Linked DNA regions of Mus musculus: region 2 is linked to region 1. The links are chromatin contacts, called in public HiChIP or PLAC-seq maps. All regions are on one chromosome and are shown on one strand. The core of a region is the stretch at or near the end of the contact, and the rest is flanking DNA. Distances in the headings are between cores, read along the strand shown. Region 1 holds the start of Stac2 (SH3 and cysteine rich domain 2). Region 2 overlaps Plxdc1 (plexin domain containing 1).

Evidence for each region. HiChIP or PLAC-seq counts read pairs in DNA pulled down with a chosen protein or histone mark.
Region 2: a contact with region 1 is called in an HNF4G HiChIP or PLAC-seq map of pancreatic cancer cells. The contact joins the enhancer-like site here to the promoter of Stac2 in region 1. A contact is called at or near these places in 3 of 39 promoter capture datasets (the C10 cell line, neutrophils and pre-B cells), 1 of 484 Hi-C or Micro-C datasets (nephron progenitors), 3 of 115 datasets of contacts at active chromatin or transcription factors (embryonic stem cells and pancreatic cancer cells) and 2 of 9 other capture datasets (adipose tissue and liver).

What each region holds. Positions count from the first base shown.
Region 1 is chr11:98,051,880-98,055,022 of GRCm38.p6, reverse strand. Stac2 (SH3 and cysteine rich domain 2) reads left to right here and starts at 1,561. Exons shown (of 11, transcript NM_146028.4): 1 at 1,561-2,130. The coding sequence starts at 2,041.
Region 2 is chr11:97,934,536-97,937,678 of GRCm38.p6, reverse strand. All of the region lies in intron 9 of Plxdc1 (plexin domain containing 1), which reads left to right. Among named protein-coding and RNA genes, the nearest start is that of Plxdc1, 50 kb to the left of the region's middle. Within about 2 kb of position 1,583, at least 43 of the 459 cell types and tissues checked have an H3K27ac peak or open chromatin away from gene starts, as enhancers often do. A contact at or near this core is called in pancreatic cancer cells, where this site is marked.

The DNA.
Region 1 (3,143 bases), core at 312-2,811:
ACTTCCTGGATGATAATGGAAGTCCATTTCTGCTCAAGTCCAGACAGGAAAACTAAGGCTCATGGTTGCCTGATTTTCCATCCACAACGAAAAGCTGTCTGCCCTAGCCTTTTTTTCAGTTTGAGTTTTGTTTTATTTTTATTTTTTATTTTTTTGTTTTTGATTTTGGTTTTTTGTTTTTAGTTTTTAAGACAGGTTTCTCTGTGTAGCCCTGGCTGTCCTGGAACTCACTCTGTAGACCAGGCTGGCCTGGAACTCAGAAATCCACCTGCCTCTGCCTCCCAAGTGCTGGGATTAAAGGCGTGCACCACCACCGCCCGGCTATTTTTTCTTTTGAGATAGGATCTCACTATAATCTTAACTGGTCTGAACTTACTTTGTAGATGAGACTGGCCTGAAATTCACAGAGAGATATGGCTTCCTCTGGCTCTCGGTTGCTGGTATTATAGGCATGCACCACCATGCCTGGTTTGGCTTCACTTTTGACTCATTAAGGTGTCTTCAGTCTGTAACCTTAACATTAGGGAGACTGCAGCAGGAAGATGATGCGTTTGAAGCCAGCCTGGGCTACATAGTGCATTCCAGGCCAACCTGGGAGACATAGACAGACCCTGTCTCAAAAATAAAAAATGTAGACTGCTAGGATAGTTTTTTGTTGTTGTTGTTGTTTTGTTTGGTTTGGTTTTTTGAGACAGGATTTCTCTGTGTAGCCCTGGTTGTCCTGGAACTCACTCTGTAGACCAGGCTGGCCTTGAACTCAGAAATCCTCCTGCCTCTGCCTCCCAAGTGCTGGGATTAAAGGTGTGTGCCACCACGCCCCGGCACGCTAGGATAGTTTAAAATCATTCAAGTATAAGGGCCTGACTTTAATCTCCAGCCTCTATTTAAAAGGGCCAAATCCACAGCACTGGGAAAGTAGACAGGATTTCTGGGGCTCCACGGCCAGCCACTCTAGCCAAATTGGCTTACAATGAGAGACTCAGACTCAAATTTCTTGGTAGATGGCTCCTGAGGAATGGAACTGGAAGCTAACCTCTGCCAACCAAACTCACACGTGCGCTTCTCATACAGTCAGACATAAGAGCACGCGGATCATAAACACACACAAAACAGCCTGTTCTCTGCTTCAGGGAGCGTCTATAAGTCTAGTAGTGGTATGTATAATTTGATGAGATTCTAGAAAGGCATCAAGTTAATGGGGCGAGCGGGTCTTTTTCTCTGTCAAGGTGCGGCATCTTCCAATGTGCACTATCAGAACGCTGTAACTTTGATTTTCCTCTCGGCTATTCTGCGGCATCCTCGAATTATTTGCATTTCCAGACTCTAGTATCATTGTCCCAGCCCTCCTTCAATTTTGTCTCCCCACCTATCGGCCCCCATTTCGGGCTTTCCATTGTAAAACTACCCCTCCGCTTCTTTACCCTCCAAACCCCTCCCCATCTTGTCGAGCCCCCCAAGACTCCACCCAGCTGGCCCTCCTAGCCACCACCGCAGCCAATAGCTGAGAACCTTCATTTGCATAGCTGCGCGGGGGAGTGGCGGAGGGAAGGGGGAGGGACCAGGCGACCTCCTAAATCAAAGTTGGGAGGCTAGGACTGGGCGGAGGGGCCGCCGGGTGCAAGGCTGGGGCCGGCGCGGGGAGGGGGAGGGAGATGGGGGGCGGGCGCAGAGGACGGCGGAGCCGGCCGGACTCGGACAGCTCGGTCGTTCCCTGGCTTTGCACATCCGCGCATCCCTACTTCCCTCCTCCTCCCGCGGAGCGCAGCATCCTCTGCAGACCCTTGGTCCTCACACCCCGGGTCGTCCAGCTTCCGCGGCTCGGGGTAATTGCCTCCCTCTCCCCTGCCACACCGACAACTTTCTCCCCTGGTGCCTGGGGTTAGGGGGCTGCTTTGCCTGGGAGGGTTTCTCCTGGGGTCACTGAAGAGCTGCCCCTGGAGAAAGGCTTGAGAGTCCCAAAGAGACGCCCGCCACTCACAGCCTGACCCCAGCGGGCCTGCCGTCGGGTCTCCGCACCCTCTCTTCCTTTATACCCCAACCATGACCGAAATGAGCGAGAAGGAGAATGAACCGGATGACGCGGCCACCCATACCCCCCCAGGGACCGTCTCCACCCTCCAAGAAACCAAGGTAAGTCGTGGGGTGCGAGGCCTGGCCCCGCCCGGGCATCTCTGACTTGGAGCGCTGATCACAGTGGCTGGGTCCCTTTGGGGTTACGGAAGCTAAACCGGGCCCGCGTGATTCCTAAGGCTGCGCGCCGTGCCGGGGAAGGAGGAGAGGGTTCGCGACGAGGGGACCCAAGGAGCAGATCACACGAGCACGACCCGCCAGAACGCGCGAGGCGCCGACGCGCTCCGGCTCCCTCCTGGGCGGTTGTAACTCGGCTTTGTTGGAGGGAATCGGCGCAGCGGAGGCGCAGGGCGTGTGTGGCCGTGTGTAGCGGGTGTGGGCCGGTGTACGCGCGCGTGTGTGCGTGCGGGGCGCACCCTCCCGGGGCCGCCACATCGCTGTCTGCGGCTCCCCGGGGCCCCCTCTCTCCTGCCTCTGAATTCCTAGCCACAACCGTCTCCTCGGAGCGTGCAGACTCTCCGCTTCTCTTTGCTTCCCTACGTGCTCCTCTGTGTGTCTCCGGCGTCCCTCTCTGACCCACAGCAGCCTGGCACGCACCTCGCGGACCGGTTAGGCTGGGGGCCCGAAAGGCTGCGGCCCCGGGTGCGCAGCTTTCAAGCCGGCGCTGGGGGCTGCGGCAGCGCGGGCCGTCGGTGGCGGGCGGGGACCCGGAGTGTTGCGGTTCCAGAGCCAGAGGCAGCCCCACCCCCCGCTTGGAGAACCAGGAGAGGGGAGGAGAGAGGGCAGAATCAAAAGAAGAAGTCATCGTAATTAATGAATGTCATAATTAACCCTAATTATCTATGATTGTTACTCTTGCGGGAGTCACAATGAATAAATTATTCTCCTATGAAGGCAGGCGGAGCCCAGACTGCGGGCACTGAAAGAGGTGGGGGAGGCTGTCGCTTACATTCCACCTCCCACTCCTAATGAGTCTGCCCCCTCCCCAACTTCTAGATGTTCATGAAGTTCTGTGGGAAGCTATCTGAGCGCCGGGAAATGGGAAGAGAGGATACTGTGGGAGGGAGCCCTCT
Region 2 (3,143 bases), core at 334-2,833, 120 kb after region 1:
GTTGCACAGCTGTCAGCATCTCAACTGCTTCCTTCCAACATCCCAGAGCAGAAATAGAAGCTCTTGATCCTACAGCCTGCTGGCCTGGCACACTGGAGGCAAACCACCCATCAGGGAGCAGTGGGCATGGGATGCACAGGGGCTCAGCCTCCCTACTGTTCTTCCTTCCAGCTGTGCCCAGGATCTTTTTCTTGGGACCTCAGTTCCTTTACCCCATGAAAAGGCCAGCATTTGTGACTCGGGGAGGTGTGGGTGTGGCAGACACTGTTATGGCAGCTTCTGCAGTGCCAGGTAGCATTTTACCAAACACAACCAGGGCCCCTAAGAGGAAAGGCACAGAGCCCCAGAAGAAGTAGCTGGCCTAGCCCCTTAGCTGTCTTCCAGTTACTGCCTGTAGAGTGTGAGAACCACCTGCAAGGCTTGGTAAAAAGGCCAGCTGGGCTGGGTGTGGTGGTGTAGGCTTTTAATCCTAGCATGTAGGAGACAGAGGTAGGCCGATAGCTATGATATTTAAAGTCATCCTGATTTACATTGTGAGTTCCGGGACAGCCAAGGCTTCGTAGTGAGACCCTGTCTCAAAGAAACAAAACAAAGCAAGCCAGGTCAGGGCTGGAGAGGTGAGTCAGCTGTTACTAACACTGGCTGCTCTTTCAGAGGGACACTGTTCAAATCTCAGCCCTCATAGTAGCTAACCAGCTGCAATTCCAGCTCCAAGGATCTATCGCCCTCTTCTGACCTCTGCAGGCACTGCATGCTCATGGTACACAGATAATACATGCAGGCAAAACACCCAGATATGTTAAAAAAAATTTTTTTTAAGATAAATCTTAAAAAACAAAACAAAACAAAACAAAAAAACATCTGGTCTTAGTGGCACATGCCTATAATTCCAGCACTTGAGAGGAAGGTCATCTTTAGTTGTGTAGTGACTCTGAGACCAGCAGACAACAAAATGTGATCCTGAGAGACAAAGATCCCAAAAGCATCATTTTGGAGTGCTTCATCTCATACATTTTTCTTTCTTTCTTCATCTCATACATTTTCTTCCTTCCCTCTTTCCTTCCTTTCTTTACTTTCTCTTTCTCTCTATTTCTTCCTTTTTAAGATTTTATTTATTTTATGTATATGAGTACACTGTTGCTGTCTTCAGACACATCAGAAAAAAAGGCATCGGACCCCATTACATATGGTTGTGAGCCACCAAGTCACAACTGGGAATTGAACTCAGGACCTCTAGAAGAGCAGTCAGTGCTCTTAACCACTGAGCCATCTCTCCAGCCCCATTTTTTTTTAAAAAAGGTTTATTTATATTTTATATGTAGAGTTTATGTGTACTTTCATGCAGTGCCTAAGGAAGCCAGGGGATGTCGTTGGATCACTTGTAACTAGAGTGACAGGTGGTTGTGAGCTACCATGTGGGTACTGGGAATTGAACCCATATCCTTTGCAAGATCAGCCAGTACCCCTATCTCATGCATTTTTAAAGCTGAGGCATGTTTTCTGAGCCTTAGGGTGATGCCTGAGGTGACCTCACATGGTCCCTGGGATCCTGGGGCTCCTGCCAGGTATGACTCAGCATCCAACCCATGCTGAGTCATAGGGAAAAAAAATTAAAGACGGCTCCTGCAGACAAAGCAGTCTCTCCCTTCACCACCAACCCCAGTTAGTGGCCACACCCAACTTAGAGACAAGGCAGTGTAATGAGACCCGGAGTTCCCTGGTGTAAAGATGCTGGCCAGGTGGGGGAGTTTGGGGGCTCTGCTGGTGGGTTGTACCTCTGTTAAAGCAGAGATGCTCTATCAGAGGGTACAAGGGAGCAGAAACTACTCATTTCAGGCCGACACCCACAGCACCGTGGGCTCACTCCAGCCCCTGCTTCCCCCAGCCAGCTCTCTAAGAGCCTCAGCTCCAAATGAGAGTTAATCCTAGGTTCCTGAAAAGCCAGAGGCATACCTGTGAGTCTCTTCTCCCTCTCTTCCATTCCCCCACTCAGGGCCTCCCTTCCCTGCTGTGAGAAGAACAATCTCACTGACCATGCAGGTACCTTGTTTGTATTCTACAATTGTCCCGTTGATTCACAGAGGAGTCCAAGGGTGGCTTCAGCCCTGCAGTTGCTTAGTACTTCTCACCTCACCGTAACATCATGAGGGTCCCTGGGAATGGGTCTGGTGCGGTGGCTGACATTCAAGAGGCACTCAGTAAGGCCCGTTCTCACTCCCTTCTCTGAGACAGTGTTGGCTAGCTCGAGGCTTAACATGTGGTGCGGTTGAACCCAAACTGAAAACTTGGGGTTGTGGTGGGTTTTGGTTTTTTGGTTTTTGATTTGTTTATGCATATGAATGTTTTGCCTGAATGTAAGTCTGTGCACCGTGTACATGCCTGGAACCCTTGGAGGCCAGAAGAGGACACTGGATCCCCTGGAACTGGAGTTACAGAAAGTTGTGATTTTCCATGTAGTTGCTGGGGACAGAACCTTGGTCAACTTGCTGTATACACCAGGAGGGCCTTGAACTGATTCTTGGCCATACACTGCTGCAACCGCTATGGAGACTCAGACTATTCTGTTTGTTTGTTTTTCAAGACAGGGTTTCTCTGTGTAGCCTTGGCTGTCCTGGAACTCACTCTGTAGCCCAGGCTGGCCTCAAACTCAGATCCACCTTCCTCTGTCTCCAGAGCGCTGGAATTAAAGGCGTGCGCCACCACTGCCAGACCCAACCCAGTCTTAGAGGAATCCGCCAACATCACCAAAGAAGCCTGAGTTCCAGTCTCCAAAGTCCTCTTTGTCCTCCATCCCCTAAATAGTGGGCTAGGATATCATGAAAGCAGGAGTGACTGACCCAGCTCAGCCCCTGTGGATGGCCTCGGGAAGCATTGCTTTGCCTTGCTGGAGTGTGGGCACATGGCAGATGCTGTGACTGAGTTAGCTTGCTGAGCATGCTCTCTCTGTGCTAGTGGCTTAGGATCTTACTCTTGGGTTGCAGATATGCCTGGGTTGTGTAGGGCTTAGTAGCTTCCTTTGGCACTAAGAAGGAAGAATGGAAACTTAAGCGGGATGATGCAAAGAACATCCTCTGTTTCGTGCTTGCACGCCACCCTCTCCCTAGGAAAGCCCTTGACATCTTCTGTCTGAACTGCAGCATCCT